4 separate regions of the Mus musculus genome follow, and all the other regions are linked to region 4. A link is a contact called in public promoter capture Hi-C data. All regions are on one chromosome and are shown on one strand. Each heading gives the region's core, a stretch centred on a gene start, on an enhancer-like site or on the middle of the called end of the contact. The rest is flanking DNA. Distances are from core to core; before and after follow the strand shown.

Region 1 (2,964 bases), core at 157-2,656, 1.6 Mb after region 4:
CCCCAAACAGTGCTTCTAGCTGTGAGCTAGTGGGGGCCACTTCCTATTCAAACCATCACAGTACCAGAATCAGTTGTCCAGATACGAGGGAGGGAAATACTCCACGACCTTTGACTGCTCCACCTCAAGGACCTTGCACTATACAGGCCATGGTGATGTCATCAGCTCTTTTACCACACAAAAAATTAGTTTTTGATTCTTTCACTGGGTGTTAAAGTTGCAAGATCCATCACATCACTTTTGCTTATAAATAACTAGTAATATCTATACTATTTTTCTTCAATTTATTCAGACCCACTGTGATCCTGCAGGTACACACACACACACACACTTTTTAGAGTCAGTTTGGTCTCTTTAGGTCCAACATGTTGAAGTTATTTTTGAATCATTAAATTTGTTCAAAAGATTTTCAGATTACTGGTTTTCCCCTCATGATTTCTTTCAAATTTGGCTTGTAAAATTTCTGCTAATACTTAACCTGCTTTTGCATGGGCGTTAATTACCCTGATGGCTGACTCTCAATTCTGACCTTATTCCAGCCTCTTTTCAATCTTTTTCTCCAACTTACCTTTAGTTTCCTAGCACTCTTTTAACAAGTAGTTGATACAGACTCCAGGGTGTAAGACATTTCATCCGCTGTGGTGCGATCTCTTTATGGTATCATATTGACTTTTTAGTTTCCATTCTAGACAGAATTTTTCTGCTTTTACACCCTTCTGAGTTGAGAGGACTACTAATTGCCCTTAATTTTTACTCTATAGGCCAGAGGCAGCTTTCTGTGTGATGAGCCTAATTCTGAGCAGCAACAGCGCCCTTATTTCTTACTGTTCTCATTAGTATGTCCATTTGTTTATTATGTCTGCGCCTGTAAGCTATTAGCTAGATTTTGTCTCAGATCCTCTAGGACAGCTTTAAGGTTATTTCTGTCATTGTCTCAGGTGCTGCATTGAATGAGTCTCTAAGTATGAGGTTCGGCAGATCAAGTGGGTAATGTTAGACAGAAGGCAGAGCCAGTAGATGTCAGTTTTAAGGAGGCTTCTTTGTAAAGGAGTTTCCTGGCACTTAAGGAGATTATTAAATAAAGGTTAGACTATTTTAAGTAGGTTATCTACCAAAGGAGTTCCCTTTTCTCATTAGTGTTGCAAATACTTCCTAACACCTTTGTGTAAATATCTCAGAAATTAGTGAATTATGATAGGATATTTAGAAAATGTTAAGTTAGTAACTCTAACAGATGTAAAGATTCCTCATACAAAGTATCTAATTGTTTCTTAGACTGTTATAGCATAAGTCTGTCCCAGTGGTGGAGTAGATTTCCTAATATTGTTTTCAAATATTTGTATTCCATGTGGACCTTATGATTCATAAGCTGGATTATGATCAGTGCTCTGTTTTGCATTCCTGGCACATGATGGCTCTGACTGAAAATGCTGTTGTGTCCCTTACTGGAACTGGCTGCTCTGCAGTGGGGAAGCATCTGCTCTGCAGACCTTTCTCTAACAAGCATCAACATGTTTTTCTCCAGTGAGGACTGACAGAGTGGATGTAAGTCAAGTATAACAGAGGGACTATTATAAATAACTGTCATGCTCTAAAAGTGTAAGATACCAGCTCAGACTAACAGTGATCCAAAATACCAAAAAATAAGTCCAGAGTTAATGATTTTTAAGTTAAAAACAAAAAGTAATCCTTAAAAGCTTTCAGTGCCATTACCAAATTTATTAGTGTTTGAATTTTATAATTTCATATAAAATATTTATCTTTCCTTCTGTACTTTACTAATTACTATTCATGGCCCACTCATATTTGTGACTTGAGTGTTTGTGCTACTTTTAGAAAATGTTTCTAATGGGTGGATCTGGAGGATATCATCCTACGTGAGGTAACCCAATGACAAAAGAACACACATGCCATGCACTCACTGATAAGTGGATATTAGCCCAGAAGCTCAGAATCCTTCTTAGAAGGGGAAACAAAATACCCATGGAAGGAGTTACAAAGTTTGGAGCAGAGACTGAAGGCATGATGATCCAGAGACTGTTCCACTTGGGAATCCATCCCATAAACAACCATCAAACCCAGAAACTATGGCAGATTCTAACAACAGCTTGTTGACAGGACCCTGATATAGCTGTCTCCTGAGAAGCTCTGCTAGTGCCTGGCAAATATAGAAGTGGATGCTCACAGTCATCCATTGGATGGAGCACAGGGTCCCCAATGAAGGAGTTAGAGAAAATACCCAAGGAGCTGAAGGGGTTTGCAGCCCCATAGGAGGAACATCAATATGAACTAACCAGTACCCACAGAGCTCCCTGGGACTAAACTACCAATCAAAGAAAACACATGGTGGGACTTGTGGCTCTAGCTGCATATGTAGCAGAGGATGGCCTAGTCGGTCATCAATGGGAGGAGAGGCCCTTGGTCCTGTGAAGGTTCTGTGCCCCAGTATAGGGGAATGCCAGGGCCAGGAATGGGAGTGGGTGGGTTGGGAAGCAGGGGGAGGGTGGAGGGGATAGGGAATTTTTGGAGGGGAAACTAGGAAAGGGTATAACATTTGAAATGTAAATAAAGAAATTCTCTAATAAAAATATATATAACTAAAAATAAATAAAAAATGTTTCTGCTATATATTTATAAACTAGAATCTTTTATCAAAGTATATAAAATTAATATGTCACAGGAGCCTTCCTTTCTAAATTTAATCAGTGGTTTTATGATTTTATATCTAACTTTGTGATTTTGAAGATGTAAACGTCTCCTGTCCCATTATAAATTCAATACTAACAAAAACTATCTAGAGGGTAGGAATCCATTTATGCCAACCAGAAGTTCCCCTTTCTTGTCCCGCGTACTGACCATAGATAGCTATGCTGCTTATAATGGCAGCAATGTACAAAATGGCTCAACAATATACAAAAATATATTTAATGTTTGGGGAATAAACTGGTTGCATATACAACATAC
Region 2 (2,833 bases), core at 289-2,788, 1.2 Mb after region 4:
GTGTGCGCTCAAACATGCCCACATGTATTTTGGTACATGCATATATGAATGCATATACATTTATGTTCATGTGCAAGTAGAGGCCAGAGATTTATAGCAGGGTTTCTCACTCAACCTGGAGTTTGCAGATTTATTTAGTCTCACTGGCCAGCTTGGCCGCAGCATTCTTTACCCCCACTTCCCAGGACTGCTGGGATTATGAGGGGGCTGCCACTCCTGCCAGCCTTGTTACATGGGTACTGCAGATCTAAACTCCATCTCTCACACTGTGCAGCCAAACAGGCTACCCACTGAGCAGTTTCCCTAGTTCCAATGAGCTATTTTTGGATATCTAAATTTTACTTGCTTTTAAACTTTATAATATGTTTTTTACTTAACTTTATAAGGGATTTGCATGAATTCATACTGGATTGTACATGTTGGGTTCTGTCATTTAGTGATACCATTCAAGGCACACAAAGACACTGACTGCTGACTGTGCGGAGCTTCCGTCCTTTAGGGAGAGTGGGGCTCGAGCACACACTCCTCTTACACACCTGGAACACGATGAATGAATGCACTAGGGAGAAGAGCACAGGGCATTAGAGAATTTAGTGGTGGGAGAGATTAGAGAACTTTAAAGATGTAGCATTTAAGTCAGGCGTTGAGGAGTGAATAGAATTTGCAAAGAGATGAGGAAGACATAAATCTCATTTACTATCATGTGTTTATCACACCCACTAAAGTTCAAGCATGTAGGGTACTGTGTTCATTACCTCACTTGCTGGTGTGATACATTACCTCTCAACGACTCTCAGGTTCAGAAGGAAGGTCCATCAGGGCCAGGAAGCTGTAACAGAGGTCCTGGCAGCACGCACACACAGCTGCCACTCCTCACGTCTGGAGGCCAGGAAATACTGACGCTCCCCTTTCCCTTGTGCGCAGTCTAGAACCCCAGCCACCTCCACTCAGTCATTGTAAGTCTCAGATAAACTTCTCCAGAAATGCCGTCATAGACATACCCAGAGGTCTGTCTCCTAGGTGACAGTAAGCTCAGGAAGTCCACAGTGAAGATTAATTCCCTACAGGAATAATGCTACATCTATTAAAAAGATGTATAAATATATTCTCTTCACTTATGAAATTGGAATCTATAAGGAGACATATCCAAATGCTAAGCAAAGAGCTGCATTCCAAATTTATGAAACTAACAGAACAAAGAGCAGAAGTAGCCTCTGGAGAGTGGTGTTTGCTTACTGTGGAGGACATTCTGACGGTGGTGGACTCGATTTTTTAATCAGAGTCTTTGCAACATTTTAATCAGTCATTTTCTTCATGATATCCTTATCGAAGTAAGGTGGCTATTGGCTAATTTGAAAAGAATGAGATGGGGAAACTTCAACTTAAAATGTACTGTTCAAGTGGTAAATATATAAAAGAATATATTTCTAGCCCTATGTGACGGTCTGAATGAAAATGGCTCTCATATGCCCACAGGAAGTGGCACTGTTAGGAGGCGTGGCCCTGTGGACGTAAGTGTTGCCCTATTGGAGGAAGTGCTTCACTAAGGGGTGGGCTTGGAGGCCTCAGAAGCTGAAGTCAGACCTAGTGGCTCACTGCCTCTTCCTGTCTCTCAGCCCCTCTCTAGCACCATGTCTACCTGCAGGCTGCCATGCTTCCTGACATGATGACAATGGACTGAACCTCTGAAACTGTAAGCCAGCCCCAATTAAATGTTTTTCTTCATAAGAGTTGCTGTGATCGCGGTGTCTCTTCACAGCAATAAAACTCAAACTAAGACACCAAATCTGGCGGCTGTGCCCTGGCGCTGTCCTATACTTCAGATATAAACTAGAGCTGTGAGTGAGCCTTATGTTGCTGCTAGTAAAACAAACAAGGTATCTGCTTCAGACAGTTCACTGCGGATCTTGGTGAGGTTCATAAATAATGCTACACAAATTTAAGGTCATTTGCTAAATAGATTTAGTTTCCAATGTAATTTTCCTAAGCTATTTAACCTAATCTAACCTTACCAAAGAGAAAGACCTATTTAACCTAGCTTTACTTTATCCTTGTTTGGGGGACAGGATCAGTAGACTTCCACTACCAGACACATGTATACCGGGTTGAAGCTTTGTGTTTAGCAGAGCCTGGGAAGATGCCTAACTCGTTAACATCTGCTTGAACCATAGCCATTGACCCACCCACAAAAAAAAAAAAAAAAAAAAAAAAAAAAAAAAAAAACCCTAATCATACAGATCTTAAGTTTAATGTTTTGAGGTCCTGACGTGGTTAATTTTGGCCAGAACAACATTATCTCCAAATCATGCTGCAATAGGGCCACTGGGAATTTTCTTTGAAATGGAAGCTATGCTAGGGAATTATGCACGTACACATTAGAGTAAACATTAACAGATGACAGGTTTCTTCATGTCCCATGAATTCTGTCATTTATAATCACTGCCAAATAATTGTTCAAAATGACACAAATCACTTTGAAAACCGAACTCTGGCTCTGTTTGCTTTAATGGGAAACCTATCCCTCTGAGGCTAGACCACATATAACTGAGGCGGACCCATGATTTACACAGGACTGGGGGCTCTATACTGGCCACAAGACATCAGATTTGGAGATTTCTTCTAATCTCTGATCAGAGTTTACACACTAGTCTCCATTAGAATTTGGCCCTGCATTTAAGCATGGCAATAAATTAAATAATTCATTTCATCTTTGCATTATTTCTCTAACAGTAGATTAGCAAATGATTCAACGAAACCCCAATCATATAATTTTGATAGTCTGATAAAGGCTATTATTATAAACAGTATTGTTATAAATGTTTTGAAAGTTTAT
Region 3 (2,700 bases), core at 136-2,635, 1.9 Mb after region 4:
TGGCTGCCTATGCAACACCTGCATAGATGAAGCCAGTCATCACTATAGTGTGGCAGGGAGGGGGCAGTGAACAATGGCCTGACTCACACCTGTGTGTCTGTTTCTCCAGTCAGCTAAGACCCAGGAACCTCATACAACACGGCCTGTAGAATTGGTCGGGGGGGGGGGGGGGGGTGTAATCATAAACTGATGAAATGGACAGCAGTTCTTTTTTTAAAAAAAAGATTCCTTTATTTTTAATTTTAAGATTTATTTTTATTTATAAAGGGAAGATATGGCTATGTTCATGTGAGTGCAGGTGCCTACAGAGGCTAGAGTCATCAGATGTCCGGAAGCTGGAGTTCCAGATGGTTGTAAACACACACACACACACACACACACACACACTGTACACACTCATGAATATACCCACATGGGTGCTGGTAACAAAACTCAGGTCCTCTGCAAAAATAGTATATTCTCTTAGCTGCTGTTTCTCCAACCTAAGATTTCAGTTTATGTTGTTTCACAATAGTTAATCAGTTCACAGGAAGATACTCAAGAATATTCACTCCTGTGAATGCTTCGACGTTTCTAAGCCTATTCCAAAGAGAATGAAATGAGACCATTCCTGCATCTACAAAATATGGCCTTACACTTAACTGTTGTCTATTTTATACCTTTATAACTAAGTTCTATATTATAAATAGATATAAGGATGGTTAAAAATAAGAAGTTATTTGCAGTCCAGAAATTAAGGCTATGTGGAATTAAGGAGATTCGTGGGGAACCTCACTCAGTATAAAGTCAATTAATCCAAGGGCAGCAAGCAGGACTGTGCAGGAGGAGACTGGCTCCAGGCTGCAGAGAGGCATTGGTAGGACGCACCAGTGATACTTTTCAGTTCCACCCTTACAAGCACACTGATTTCAAGCCTAAGAGAGAGATTATTTCACAAACATTCACAGTGCTTTGGATGGTGCGCAGTTAAAGGTAAGAAATGAACACTGAGTAAGTATCCCCCATGTCAGGTGCTGCATGAGATGTATAAACAACACCATTCTTAATTGTGGCTAAGGTGAATAGGAGTAGGAGATAGAGTCAATTTGGAGGTGATTAGATGGAATCAAATACTTGGAATATCATATTGCACAAAGGCAGGTAATAGCTGCAAGCTCTCATTGGCCCAGGATAGTTTCCTCAGAAATTAAAACCAAGTATCCTGTTGCCCAACTGATTTGGATTAAGGCAGGAACTAATAGACTGAGAGGATGATGAGAGTCAGAGCTGTGCCTGGTCCCTTCTGTCTGAATATCTAATAAGCTAGCTTTTGTAACCCTCACTGTAAACCTCCCTGTGGGATCTCTATTGTTCATGTGTCTCTCTGGTGCTGTTAAAAAGCCCTAACTGAACTGTGTCTGCAGTCCATTAGAGAATGGTCAGAGTGCAGCCTGCAGCCTTACTGGGGTCTTTTGAAATTCCAGAGAAGTCATGTCAAGCAGAAACGTTGGTCTCCAAGACTTTTATTAGAAACAAATGAGAGGAAACACAAGCAGACCAATGAGCAAGCGATGTGTAGTCTTACTCAAACCTTGATGCCACAGAGTCTCTGTCTCTGGGAGCAACAAGCTTAGTGCTAATGTGCTCAACTCACTGCAGTCCAGAAATGTCTGTGATGGATGTCTGTGACAGCATTTCACATGCATATTGGTTTTAGTGCTGAAAATATGCAGAAAATACCTCTTTTCCACATGGCTTGCATTTTTTTCTTCAGCACATTTGTCCAAAACCCAGCTTATATAAACCGTGTGGACTAAAGCTCTGACGTTTTAATTTTCTGTCTGCTCATACATTCTCAAGCAGAAAACTTGCTGAATTCTAAAGCTTTATTTGAAACATGTTTTCCATCCATCTTTGTTTTTTTGAGAATACCACAAACTATTTCTAGACAAATTGCTGACAGTGAAGTAATGGGCTATTAAATTTATAATACAGAATTAATGTTGTCAGTGGTGGTATTTTTACCTTTTGGGGGGATGGGAGACTTTTCAGGTCATTAATGCATGTCAAGGAAAATGTAGAAAGGAAAAGAGTACTGTCCTTAATCCAGGTAAATGTCTTGTCTAGAAAAATACAAATCACCATTGGTCAGTTGTTATGTCTTTGTTATCCTCAATAAATAAAGTGGGACTTTTTTCATCAAAATGAGTTTCTTGACACTTTCGTCCCTGACAGCATAGATAGATGGTGGGGCAACTTTTTCAGCATAAGAAAGCATCTTTCAAGCTGTCACATACTCAAAGCTTTAGATCCTAACTCGCTGGAATACATTGTAGTTGACATACTTTTTTTTTTTTTTCTAAAAATTCTACAACTAACGGGAAAGATAGTTGTAGAGCCGTACCTCAGCATGGTTTGAGCTGACTGAGCCCTTGAGTATGTTCACTCTGTCCATAAGAGTGAGGTCTGATTGTGGCTGACAGGGATGTGTTTTGGTGGTTTGTTTCTAGCAGTGCAAAAAAGCTACCATATAGTGACCAGAAACCAGAAGCCAGACATTTACTTGTTAAGGTCTGTTTGTAGAATTACTATGTAAATATGTTCTTTTCATGCGTAGAGTTTGAGATATTTTTGACAAAGGAATTTTTATTATTGTTTTTGCCTTCTGGTTTCTCATAGTATCAACATACTGTCTTTCCTACTATTATAGAGGTTAAAACC
Region 4 (2,916 bases), core at 378-2,877:
AATCCAGTACAAATGAGTAAATCTAACTTTAAAATAATTTAAAAGTTCCAAAGTCATGCTGATAGAATGATGGTACAAATACTATTATTTTTAATTTTTAAAAATTATTTTAATTATATTTTGTATATGAGTGTTTTGCCTCAATGGGTGTCTGTGCTGTGCACATGCCTGGTGCCCAAGGAAGGCAAAAACAACATCAGATCTCCTAGAACTGGGGTTATAGACAGCTGTGAGCTGTCATGTAGGTGCTGGGAATTGAACCCATGTTCTCTAGAAGAGCAGTGTGCTCTTACTCTGGCCTGTTTCTCCAGGTTTCCAAATGTGGTCCTTGAAGAGGAGGTCTCTGGGCATTGGTGAGAGCGTCAGACCACTTCCTTTTTTTCCCTGCTTGACCACTTTCAAATTCTGCAGTCAGGAGATCAATAACGCTGGTGCGAAGCTGACTCTTCTTTTGTTCCTTCCCGTCCCCTGGTCCCCTGTCGGAGGTGCCGCTCAGTCTGTTGACAGACAACTCACAGATGTACCCAGAGGTTTAGCTCCTAGGTGATTCTAAATCCCACCAAGTTCACAATCAGTTTTTACCATATTCACAAGTTAATAGAATTAATCAATATCAACAGTGAAAAACCAAGAAGTCGGTGAAAGATTCTGGGAACAAAGATTCCTAAGAACCCAGCCACGGAGAGCGGTATCTACTCAAGAACAGGGCTTCCCCAGGTAAGAGAGACCCAGGCCACATCCATGTTTTAAATTTCCTATAATGAGAGAAAGAAGACTTAAAAAACAAGAATAAGACAACAAGCCACTTCCAATCAAAAAAATAAAAATCATATGTACAAAACAGCAACAATAAACCATCAAAGCAGTGTTACATATGGACTGCACACCATGATACATTTTAAAAAGGTTAAGACAAAAACAAAACAAGAAACAAACAAAAAAACCCTGAGCCTAATGCTCCTGTGATAGGGTACTTCCAAGGTATACCTCCTTTCCCCTTTCTAATCTTAATCCACAGTATACTGTAGCCAGCGCTGGGGTGATGGGAAACTCCCAAATCATCAAGGCACCCTCCGTAGAAAATGCCAGGAGATCCGGTATGAGGCGGATCTGAATGCCATCTCATCCCCCTCACTCTGGAAGTGGACATTCTGTTGGTCACAGACAGGAGACCTGGCCCCTGAAGTGGCCCCTGGAGAAGCTCTGTTTCCTTAGGCAAGCTGCCTGGCTCTGATGATTTGGGGCAGGGTTGGATCAGTGACTTTCTGGCAGCTGTATAAAATGTTCATGTGGCTAGAGACAGGATTCTTAACTTTTGTGGGCTGAGCTCTCTGAAAATGAATTCGACACTGTCCCTCCCTCCCTGCACCACAGAGGCACGTTTTCCTCCTCAAAAGTCTCTAAAATTCCAGCCTCTGGCCTCCAGGGTGACCCTGGCCTGAGATCTGGCATCCCTGAGGTCCCTCTGAACCCTGATTGTGTGCGCACGTCTCTAGTCCAGCCTGAGAATCAGGCTGAGGTTTAGTGGAGGGAGCGGGGCGGGGCGGAGCGGGGCGGGGTGGGGCGGAGCCAGGCGCAGACCCCGCCCACCCGCAGACCCAAGGCAGGAGTGGGAGCTCAGGACCCAGCCCAGACTCTAGGCGGCAGGTCCTGTTCTCCACGCTGTCCCTGGTCATCGCCAGAGCCATGAAGATGCACTTCTGCATCCCGGTGTCCCAGCAGCGGCCAGACGCGCTGGGGGGCCGCTACGTGGTGCGTCTGGGGCCCGGGGTCGGTTGGGTGGGGAGGGGCTCGGTGACCCTGGGCACCTCCTACCCCAGTCCTCATCCTCGCCTAGGATAACAGGCGGGTGTCTGTGCTTTCAGTTGTACTCCGTGTACCTGGACGGGTTCCTCTTCTGCAAAGTACGCTACAGCCAGCTGCACCGCTGGGATGAACAGGTGAGCTTGGATTGTGTTACTCTGAAAGACATTGGACTGTGTGTGTGTGGGTGTGGTGGTGGTGGTGGTGGTGGTAGAGGAGGAGGGCTGGCTACAGGCTCCTGATTTGTGAACTATAGGCACTCTTTAAATCCCAGAGCTATCTCCTATACCAACATCTTCAACTTCAGGTCAGCCTTATAACATGAACAAGACCATAATGACCAGTTGCAGAGTAATAGCCTTCCTCTAGCCTCTTGCGCTCAGAGCCCTCAGACCTATCCCAGAGTAGAGTCAACTGGGACAAGTGTGCTTTGTACAGCTTCTAGTTCTAACACGGTCTTATCTGGCCCACCTTTCCAAGTCCCTTTGTTAGCAAACCCAAGACTCATGAGCTACATCGATACAGATTGGCTTGTGGTAGTCAGAAAGTGTCACAAGACTCAAAAGCATCTTATGCAATCTAGGGGGGGTTTCTGGGAGACTGACTGGGGCTTGGGAAGGGACTGGTCCAGGAGCTGTCTTCCAAGCAGAGGATGTGACAGTGGCAGATAGGAACAGGGGGTGTAAATAGGCAAAGAGGAAGAAGATAAAAGTCAGGCAGGGTGGCACATTCCTGTAGTCCTAGCCCATGGAAGACTGAGGTGAGGGATAGAGAAATCAAGACCAGCCTGGGCTACACAGACTTGTCTCAGACCTAAAAGAAAAGAGTGTGAGGGGGCTGGTGAGATGGCTCAGTGGGTAAGAGCACCCGACTGCTCTTCCGAAGGTCCAGAGTTCAAATCCCAGCAACCACATGGTGGCTCGCAACCATCCGTAACAAGATCTGACTCCCTCTTCTGGTGTGTCTGAAGACAGCTACAGTGTACTTACATAAAATAATAAATAAATCTAAAAAAAAAAAAAAAAAAAAAAAGAAAAGAGTGTGAGGTGGATAGGAAAACCAGATTAGCTCAGAATGATGGGGGAGCTGGGGAGGCCAGCACCTGGCAAGGGG

Evidence for each region. Promoter capture Hi-C pulls out the DNA fragments that hold promoters and counts their contacts.
Region 1: a contact with region 4 is called in a promoter capture Hi-C map of liver, with 4 times the contacts expected there. The contact joins the enhancer-like site here to the promoter of Snx31 in region 4. A contact is called at or near these places in 5 of 39 promoter capture datasets (the 3T3-L1 cell line, HPC-7-derived erythroid cells, cranial neural crest and 1 more).
Region 2: a promoter capture Hi-C map of liver shows a contact between it and region 4, with 8 times the contacts expected there. The contact joins the promoter of BC048602 here to the promoter of Snx31 in region 4. A contact is called at or near these places in 5 of 39 promoter capture datasets (the 3T3-L1 cell line, cranial neural crest, hippocampal neurons and 2 more).
Region 3: a contact with region 4 is called in a promoter capture Hi-C map of second pharyngeal arch cranial neural crest, with 5 times the contacts expected there. The contact joins the enhancer-like site here to the promoter of Snx31 in region 4. A contact is called at or near these places in 6 of 39 promoter capture datasets (3T3-L1-derived adipocytes, the C10 cell line, hippocampal neurons and 2 more).

Annotation. Positions count from the first base shown.
Region 1 is chr15:34,964,528-34,967,491 of GRCm38.p6, reverse strand. The region is part of intron 8 of Stk3 (serine/threonine kinase 3); the gene reads left to right. Among named protein-coding and RNA genes, the nearest start is that of Gm52204, 56 kb to the right of the region's middle. Within about 2 kb of position 1,406, at least 43 of the 459 cell types and tissues checked have an H3K27ac peak or open chromatin away from gene starts, as enhancers often do.
Region 2 is chr15:35,327,240-35,330,072 of GRCm38.p6, reverse strand. BC048602 (cDNA sequence BC048602) reads left to right here and starts at 1,538. Exons shown (of 3, transcript NR_045280.1): 1 at 1,538-1,693. Gm33584 (a long non-coding RNA gene) reads right to left here and starts at 1,083. Exons shown (of 3, transcript XR_383923.3): 1 at 781-1,083; 2 at 470-559.
Region 3 is chr15:34,635,591-34,638,290 of GRCm38.p6, reverse strand. The region is part of intron 3 of Nipal2 (NIPA-like domain containing 2); the gene reads left to right. Among named protein-coding and RNA genes, the nearest start is that of 4930413F20Rik, 38 kb to the left of the region's middle. Within about 2 kb of position 1,385, at least 8 of the 459 cell types and tissues checked have an H3K27ac peak or open chromatin away from gene starts, as enhancers often do. A contact at or near this core is called in second pharyngeal arch cranial neural crest, where this site is marked.
Region 4 is chr15:36,554,284-36,557,199 of GRCm38.p6, reverse strand. Snx31 (sorting nexin 31) reads left to right here and starts at 1,627. Exons shown (of 14, transcript NM_001347022.2): 1 at 1,627-1,752; 2 at 1,866-1,940. The coding sequence starts at 1,687.